3 separate regions of the Mus musculus genome follow, and all the other regions are linked to region 1. Evidence: chromatin contacts called from public Hi-C and promoter capture Hi-C data. All regions are on one chromosome and are shown on one strand. The core of a region is the stretch at or near the end of the contact, and the rest is flanking DNA. Distances in the headings are between cores, read along the strand shown. Region 1 holds the start of Klhl11 (kelch-like 11). Region 2 holds the start of Nbr1 (NBR1, autophagy cargo receptor). Region 3 holds the start of Ccr7 (chemokine (C-C motif) receptor 7).

The links. Hi-C and Micro-C count contacts between places; a contact is called where the count stands out from the background. Capture Hi-C pulls out chosen DNA fragments and counts their contacts.
Region 2: a promoter capture Hi-C map of liver shows a contact between it and region 1, with 3 times the contacts expected there. The contact joins the promoter of Nbr1 here to the promoter of Klhl11 in region 1. A contact is called at or near these places in 3 of 39 promoter capture datasets (embryonic stem cells, hippocampal neurons and pre-B cells), 2 of 115 datasets of contacts at active chromatin or transcription factors (large pre-B cells and pancreatic cancer cells) and 2 of 9 other capture datasets (adipose tissue and liver).
Region 3: a Hi-C map of B cells shows a contact between it and region 1, with 7 read pairs. The contact joins the promoter of Ccr7 here to the promoter of Klhl11 in region 1. A contact is called at or near these places in 5 of 39 promoter capture datasets (hippocampal neurons, liver, pre-B cells and 1 more) and 1 of 484 Hi-C or Micro-C datasets (B cells).

What each region holds. Positions count from the first base shown.
Region 1 is chr11:100,471,489-100,474,188 of GRCm38.p6, reverse strand. Klhl11 (kelch-like 11) reads left to right here and starts at 1,407. Exons shown (of 2, transcript NM_172565.2): 1 at 1,407-2,008. The coding sequence starts at 1,461.
Region 2 is chr11:101,551,290-101,553,989 of GRCm38.p6, reverse strand. Nbr1 (NBR1, autophagy cargo receptor) reads right to left here and starts at 1,336. Exons shown (of 24, transcript NM_008676.3): 1 at 1,035-1,336; 2 at 1-2. It overlaps Brca1 (breast cancer 1, early onset), which reads left to right and starts at 2,035. Exons shown (of 23, transcript NM_009764.3): 1 at 2,035-2,221.
Region 3 is chr11:99,153,778-99,156,477 of GRCm38.p6, reverse strand. Ccr7 (chemokine (C-C motif) receptor 7) reads left to right here and starts at 1,401. Exons shown (of 3, transcript NM_007719.2): 1 at 1,401-1,489. The coding sequence starts at 1,480.

The DNA of each region.
Region 1 (2,700 bases), core at 158-2,657:
TTCTGTTTTATGGGCAAAAAATATGGCTAATTGCACCTAACACCAACCAAGTCTAATTAATGACTCAAGTTCGAGTTCTATCCTCTAACGTAGTGATGTTCATTAAATTGTGCTTTGTACTCCACACGAATACCCTACCATAAAAATAAATAAATGTAATTTTTAGGGCTATTTACTTATTGGTGCTGGGGTGACTAAACTGCCCTGGTTTCTTTTTTTTTGTTTTTGTTTTTCGAGACAGGGTTTCTCTGTGTAGCCCTGGCTGTCCTGGAACTCACTCTGTAGACCAGGCTGGCCTCGAACTCAGAAATCTGCCTGCCTCTGCCTCCCGAGTGCTGGGATTAAAGAAGTGCGCCACCACGCCAGGCTTGCCCTGGTTTCTTACATAGCTCATGTTAAATTGGGTGTGCTCGCCGGGCAATGGTGGCGCATGCCTTTAATCCCAGCACTTGGGAGGCAGAGGCAGGTGGATTTCTGAGTTCGAGGCCAGCCTGGTCTACAAAGTGAGTTCCAGGACAGCCATAGCTACACAGAGAAACCCTGTCTCAAAAAACAAAACAAAAAACAAACAAACAAAACAAAACAAAATTGGGTGTGCTCAGGAACATTTTAGTAATCCCAAAATCCAGGAGAAGAATCAGGAGTTCAAAGTCATCCTTAACTACACAGCAAGTGTGTGGCCACCTTGGGCTACATGAGAGACACCTGCAAAAATAAATAACTTTAACGAAGTTATTTTTCTTTATACTGCCCCCCTCCTGGATTGGAAAGATAGTTTAGCAGTTAGGAGTACTCTCTCAGAGAATCAGTTTGATTGTTGGCTCCCAACACCCTTATCAGGGGGGTTTTAACCGCCTTTAACTCCAGCTACTGGGAATCTAACACCTACCTGTCCTCTGTAGGACCTGTGCACAGACACTTTGATAAGAATAAAATTTAAAAATTACTTTCTCTCCAAAGTCAATCGTTTTGTGTTTTAAGACGGGGTTTCTCTGTGTATTCCTGGCTGTCCTTTCTGAGACTAGGTCCTCGAACTCAGGGAGATCAGCCTGCCTCTGCCTCCCAAGTGCTGGGATTGGCACAGGCCAGCAGAGGCAGGGGTAAGGTGGATCTCTGTGAGTTCCAGGCTATCATGGTCTACAAAGTTAAAAAACAAACAAACAAACAAAAAATGTGTGTGCGTGTGATGGCGAGGATACACTCCAAAGCAACATAAAGTAGAAGAAAATTCAACAAAACAAGCACAGGGGGCCACCATAATGGAGGGGCGAGAAAAGGTAGACCTGAGTTTTTTTCTGGCTCCGAGAACTGCGCTTGCCTCGCTAGAGGGCGTAAGCACGGCAGAAGTGCGCAGGCGCGGCTCCGCCCCGCGCGCACTATTTAATCCCAGAATGCCTCTGTGTCGCATCAGACTTGCCGCACCGTTCGGAAGCTGAGGGGGCCGGTACGGCGGCGTCAAGATGGCGGCGGCTGTGGCGGCGGCAGCTGCCGCTGCGGCCGCGGCTGCATCTTTTCAAGTGCTGGAGATGGAGAGCATGGAGACTGCCGTCGCCGGTTCCGCGAGCCTGGCCGCTGAGGTCCGAGGCAGTGGCACGGTAGACTTCGTGACCGGGGCCGGCATCTCTACCCTCGTCGACACGGGCGGGAGCGATCCGGGCCCAGAGGCCGAGGACTTCGAGTGCAGCACTCACTGCTCCGAGTTGTCCTGGCGGCAGAACGAGCAGCGGCGTCAAGGCCTGTTCTGCGACATCACCCTGTGCTTCGGCGGGGCCGGAGGTCGCGAGTTCCGTGCCCACCGCTCGGTGCTGGCCGCTGCCACCGAGTACTTCACGCCCTTACTCTCGGGTCAGTTTTCGGAATCGCGCTCGGGCCGGGTGGAGATGCGCAAGTGGAGCTCAGAGCCCGGACCCGAACCTGACACGGTGGAAGCCGTTATCGAGTACATGTACACCGGCCGCATCCGAGTGAGCACCGGCAGCGTGCACGAGGTGCTGGAGCTGGCCGACAGGTGAGACGACCGTGGGCGAGCGAGGGCTGGGTTGGGGGGTGGGGGGCAGTGTCTGTGGTGCCAGCTCCCTCATTATGCCCGCGACGGGACAGCCACCGCGCCTGGCACTGAGGATGCCCCCTGAGAGTCTAGCTTGTGCGCATTGCACCCCTGAGCGCAGATTTCAGGTGGTAGGGACAAAGGCGATGAAAAACGGTGGGTCGTGTTCGACTCCTGTGATGATGACATTTAAAAAACGGTGAAGGGCTAGCTACGGATCGGAGGAAATGTCATTTAAACCAGCTTCGCAGTGGCAAGAGAAATTGGCCGTACAAAAGGGAATGGGTGCACATTACAGGCTTCCCAAAGGCCTCAGTCAGGGTCCAGGCTGGCTTAGAGAAGAAAGGACGTTAAAAAGAAAATCCAGCGATTCCGGATATGCTGGGTTTAAAGACCAGAGGGTGTGTGTGAGGAATGTTTGGATTTTATTGAGTGTGATGGATGGGAAACTGGGTAGAGAGATTATCTGATTTTAATATTTAAATACGAAATATTTAAATATTTCAAAAGTGAAAAGTGGATTGTGGAAAATGGATTGTGGGGAGCCAGAAAGGACGCCACAGAGGTTGGTTCGGAGGCAGGTGGAGATGCTGGTACTGTTACAAATCCTTTAACACATACCTCTGGAGCGCTAGACACTGACCTCGTTACAG
Region 2 (2,700 bases), core at 87-2,586, 1.1 Mb before region 1:
TTCTTTAAACCAGAAAAACAAAGTGACCAAAATGTAAAAATTGTGAAACACACTTTCCAACTTCAAGAAATACTCTTCCACTCTTTTCTGTCTGGAAGGAAACTATTCTTCCCCGTTCTGAAATTACACAAGTGGGAATTAGTTTCCATACTTTGGAGCAACCAGCTGTTCTGCCCATGGGAGAAAACAGGAAGTAGGCGGTTCTAGTTTAGCTGGCCAATATACAGGTCTTCATAAAGGGCTTACGTGTGAAAATTCTTTCAGCCAGAGCAATCATCTTGAACTTGTGAAAATATCAAAAGTACAGTTAACCACATCTATACCTGAAGGTTTACCTCCAGCAGTCAGGTAGCTGGGCCTAAGCCTGCACTTTCCTAAATGGCACTGTAAACTCATACCTATTGACTCACGTTCATGTGGCTAAGTCAGCTTTTCCTCACGTGATTATTTTTCAACCCCGACAAATAATTTTAATAAAGCCAATTTGGGAATCTGAACTTCATTTTCTATACCAGAAGCTGGCACAAGCAACCTGAGTTTTAAAATGTGTCATCTGAAAGGTGGGTGTTTGACATAACGGGAAAAACGATGCCTTTCTAATTTGGAAGGTCCTAGCTCAAGATATCTTCCTTCAATAGAGCCTTAAAAATAGGAAAGGGACAGAATGAGGAAGATGTATGTCCTTTCTTGTCGCAGACTTAATCCCAGTCTTCCAGTAATGGTTTCCCGGAACTCCATGTCCCCAGGACAGTGAGTGTCACCACCATCGAAGCCCTCTTTATGTTCTGGGGGGGATCGAGACCTTTTCTTAGCAGAAACTGGCCCTTCTAAGCCATGAACTGTCTCCCTCAGGCAGTATCCACCCCCCACTATCGATGACAACCCAAGCGACTCCCTCATCTGGTCACTGAAAAGACTGGCTGCCCCTGAACACGGAAAGTCACTCCTCTTTGCAAGATTTTCCCCTTGAACTTCCCCGAGCACTCTAAGAACGGCGTGCCCCTACTTCTAGGTAACAGTGGTAGCTTCCTTACCAGCTTTCCGCCCACGGGGGGCGCTTGCCAGTGGCCAGTGCAAGGACCGTTCGCGGCCAGCTCGCCTGCTATCCCTGCGGGGTGAATCTAACATGGCGGACAGAGACCGGGCCTAGTCCCATGTTTCCCGGAGTTTTCCACAAGATGATTGGCTCTTTCTATCTGCCCCTCAAAATAACCTCTCTACCGATTGGTCAGTGCTGCGTTGGCAAGGGAGGGACAGAAGCTCTCTGAACCGCATAACAATAACAAACACCCAGGCCGAGGGGCGGAACTAGCGCGCAGAAGTCAGCTGGTTGGATTTCCCTTTCCCAAGCCGATTGGCCACCCTCTGCTTTTCCCAGGTCACTGACATTGGCGGACTAGTTACCCGAGAATCGCGGGGCTGGACGGGAATTGTAGTCTTCCTGGAACCCACAGCTCCTTTTAGTCTATTTTCTGTGCACAAAACACGAACACAGAACGCTGCGATTCATAGCAGCTAAGACGCATAACTGCGAGGAGGTCTCCGCTGTACCGACTGGGTTCCTGTGGTACTCGTGCCTGCTTCCGGTGTGAGAAGCTCTTTTCCCGTAAGACTACACTTTCCAAGAGATGCTGTGGAGAAGGCCTTTCGTTCCGCAATGCATGCTGGAATTGGTAGTTCTTCTTACACAAGTCTCTTATTTACCGAAACTGGAGACTTCCATGGCAGGAAGGCTGAGGGAGGGATGAGACCTCGTTTTGCAACTGCTTTGGGCACTACCTTGCGCTCATATTCCGGCCTCAGGGAGCGATTCCCACCCTTTGTACAGAACTACTGTGACGTAATAAGCAGGCGTAGATGCGAAGGGGCTGCCTAAGAGAAACCTCGAAATTCTTTCTCTTCCGTCTCTTTCTAGTGACGACATACAGGAAAAAAAAAGACTAGGTAGCCAATCGCAAACCCAGAAACAGTTTCAGCACCCCCCCCCCCCAACTCGCTCCTCCCTTCCCTTCCGCTGACGTGTCTGGATCTTGTGTTCCGAAAGGCTAGCGCTAGGCGCCAAGCGGCCGGTTTCCTTGGCGACGGAGAGCGCGGGAATTTTAGATAGATTGTAATTGCGGCTGCGCGGCCGCTGCCCGTGCAGCCAGAGGATCCAGCACCTCTCTTGGGGCTTCTCCGTCCTCGGCGCTTGGAAGTACGGATCTTTTTTCTCGGAGAAAAGGTGAGACAGCCCTGAGGAACAGAAAGGGTACCCCGGAATACTCATATGAAAGGCAGGAAGCTGCTGGTGGAGACGGGTGTTTACTGATTAGGAAAGTACCTGGGGCGGAACCAAAGGGTCCCAGACGTTTTCAAACAGGACTCTTGGGAAGGGTGCAGTTTGTGCATTCCCGGGGGCAGCTGTGAGGAAGAGGGCAAAGGATCTACGAGGGGGAGTTCTGGCTGTAATCGTATCTTGAAGGTTGTATACGGATGCGGGCTAAAGGATGAGAGGAAAGGCGGGCAGAAGTGTGGCAGGGAAGAGGGGGGAAAAACGGAGTTTGTGGAGGGAAACTCCTGAAGAACTAGACCCGAGTACATTTCACAGAAGGTTCTAGAAGGGAAGTACATAAGGGAATGGCAATAGTAATGAATGCTGTTGGCAGAGAAGACGTGTTTAAAGAGAGCCTTAACAGGGAAACATCCAGAAGAGGTAGGGTG
Region 3 (2,700 bases), core at 152-2,651, 1.3 Mb after region 1:
TGTCGGGTCCTGTCGCTCACTGAATTGTCTACAATCAGTGGCTAGAGATAAAAAAATTTACAGGTGTCTCTCCTGGAAATGGAACATTTAGATATTTGCTCTAGAACTCAATGGCCACCCACAGTCCCCACATGATCTCTATGCTTGTTTTAAACCCACTCCTTGGACTGGGGAGGTGGCTTAGTAGCTAACAGAGAATTGCCCCACAAACACGAGGAACTGAGTCCAAATCCCAGAACCCTCATAAGCAGCTTGGCAGTAGCATGAGCATTCGTCATCCTAGCAGTCCCCCAAGGAGATGGGAAGCAGAGACAAGAGACCACGCACCCAGAAGGCCAGCTCACCTTAGTATAGAATGGGGCACTCAATAAAGACGTGATACCTGCAACAGAATGGAAGTAGGCTGACACCTGACATTGTCTCTGATCTTCACACGTGCAATGGCATAAAATCCCCACATTCACGCATACGATCGCACACATACACGTGTGTACACACACCATACACACCACACAGGCACAACAATTAAAAATGCCAATAAATATATCAATCAGTTTCCCTGTGGGGGAAAATGGGTGTGGTCACAAAGAATAAAAAAAGTAAAATAAAAATAGGCCAGGCATGGTGGCATATGTCTTTAATACCAGCACTCGGGAGGCAGATGCAGGTAGATCTCCATGGGTTCGAGGCTAGCTAGGTCCACAGAACAAGTTCTAGGACAATCATGGCACTGACAAAAATAAAATAAAATAAAATAAAATAAAATAAAATAAAATAAATAAATAAATAAATAAATAAATAAATAAAATCTCTTCTTGGGGAACCAGTTTGGATAATGACTTAGACTTGATGTCCTCTCGGTTAGTAGAGAAAGCCGAGGGGCTCCAGGCACCCTCATATCTAGCATCTAGGTCCTGTGATGTTTAGCTTAAGTACTAAAAATAAACACTCAAACTTTCACTTCGTGGTTGTGTCACTGAAGCCTTGCTGGCCGGACCGTTCAACAGACCTCACCCTGGCTGCGCAGGTGTATGTCGGGGCTGCCTGGCGGCTGCTGGGACAATAGCCACTGATCAAGTTCATACTGAAAGGGAGACTTTTATTCAAAACCAAGAGAAGGATGCAAGTACACCTCTGACTCCCGAGCCTCAGCCTATCTCACCCCACAGCAGCCACCCAGGCGTGCTTGGCACTCACAGATGTAAGCAGCTCCTCCCTGAGTCTCTACAAGGCACTACTACCAGGGGCTTTCTGAAGGCAAACGACTCAGTGATTCAGGATCCTATGACAGCCGAATGTGGTTATCACATACCTTGTGGCCCAGGAAGACTCTGAGGGGTGGGACAGGAGTGGGAGGGGCTCTGGAACAACTTAAAAGGGGCTCTTACCACTTCCTCCCTGCCAGAGAGGGCTAGCTGGAGAGAGACAAGAACCAAAAGCACAGCCTTCCTGTGTGATTTCTACAGCCCCCAGAGCACCATGGACCCAGGTAAGTAAGCTTTCTCTTAAGAGAAGTCAAAACTTCTGACACAAAGCCAGACTCTAGGGCAATGAACATGCATGGGGGATAGGGGTCATGGGGGGGGGGGGGAGTTTCCAGAGCAATCAGGGCAGTTGGTGTGAACTGGTGGCTGCTTTCAGAGAATGCCATCCCGTTGGATGAGGCATTGGAGAGAGGATGTACCTGCTCTTTCAGACCCAGGGGAAGGAACAGCTGTGGATGCCAAGACAGACACAGGCATAAAGTTGGGTCCTCTCAAGCAGCAGGCAATGAACAGCCTGGTAGACTGACCTTGATGCCTGGATAGAACACGTTCTCAGCTGGTAGGGATGGGTGATGTTCTCTGGCACCTCTGGGGACTAAGAAAATTCTCTTTAGAGAGTTCAGGACACCCTGCTCCCACTCTGGGTCCCTCCTTTCTGTCCTGTTAAACCAGGATTTGAATCTCCTTGCTCACGAGAAGAGTGAAACTGATGGAAACTGTGCTGTGCATAGTGCAATACAAATACTAGCTGCCACCTCTGCCTCTTGTTGTCTCTGCCTGTCATCTGTCTGTCTGTCTCTGTCTGTCTTCCTCCCTCCCTTCCTCCCTCCTACACATCCCAGGTTTTGTGCCTCTTGCAGGTTAAAGGGTGAATGACTAACATAAAATTGAGTGGCCCAGGGGGCACTCCACGTAGAGAAACTGTAGCCAGCACAGCACAGCCCCTAAAACAAAGCCCACACACCACAGCCCTCTCTATAACAAGCTATTCTACCAGGCAAGCCTCAGTGTCTACTATAGCAAAGTGCCAAGGGGAGTCCAGCTCCAGACACCCCAGTTACACATCTTAAATCTCGGCTGCAGAGTCAGACTCGGCTGGGGCTGGAGGGGCCAAGTTCCTAGAGTTCCGCTCACCAGCCTCAAAGCCACAAGGGGTTGACTTTAAAAAGTGAAGGTTCCCTGGTGCTGTCCTCACACCCCCTCCAAGCCACACCACAGCCAGCAGCATCTTTATCTGTCTCTCCTGCCCAGCGTGCATTGCACCCTAGATCTAGATCCAGCTGTGGAAGGTATATAGTGGGGTCCACCTCTGCTGGCTATGAACTCATGGGAAGCAGGATTTTGTTCTTACACCTCTGCCTCTCAGATGTTTTGGGTGTAAGTAAAAAGTGTTGATGGGAGGGAGGGAGAGAGGGATGGAGGAATGGATGGATGG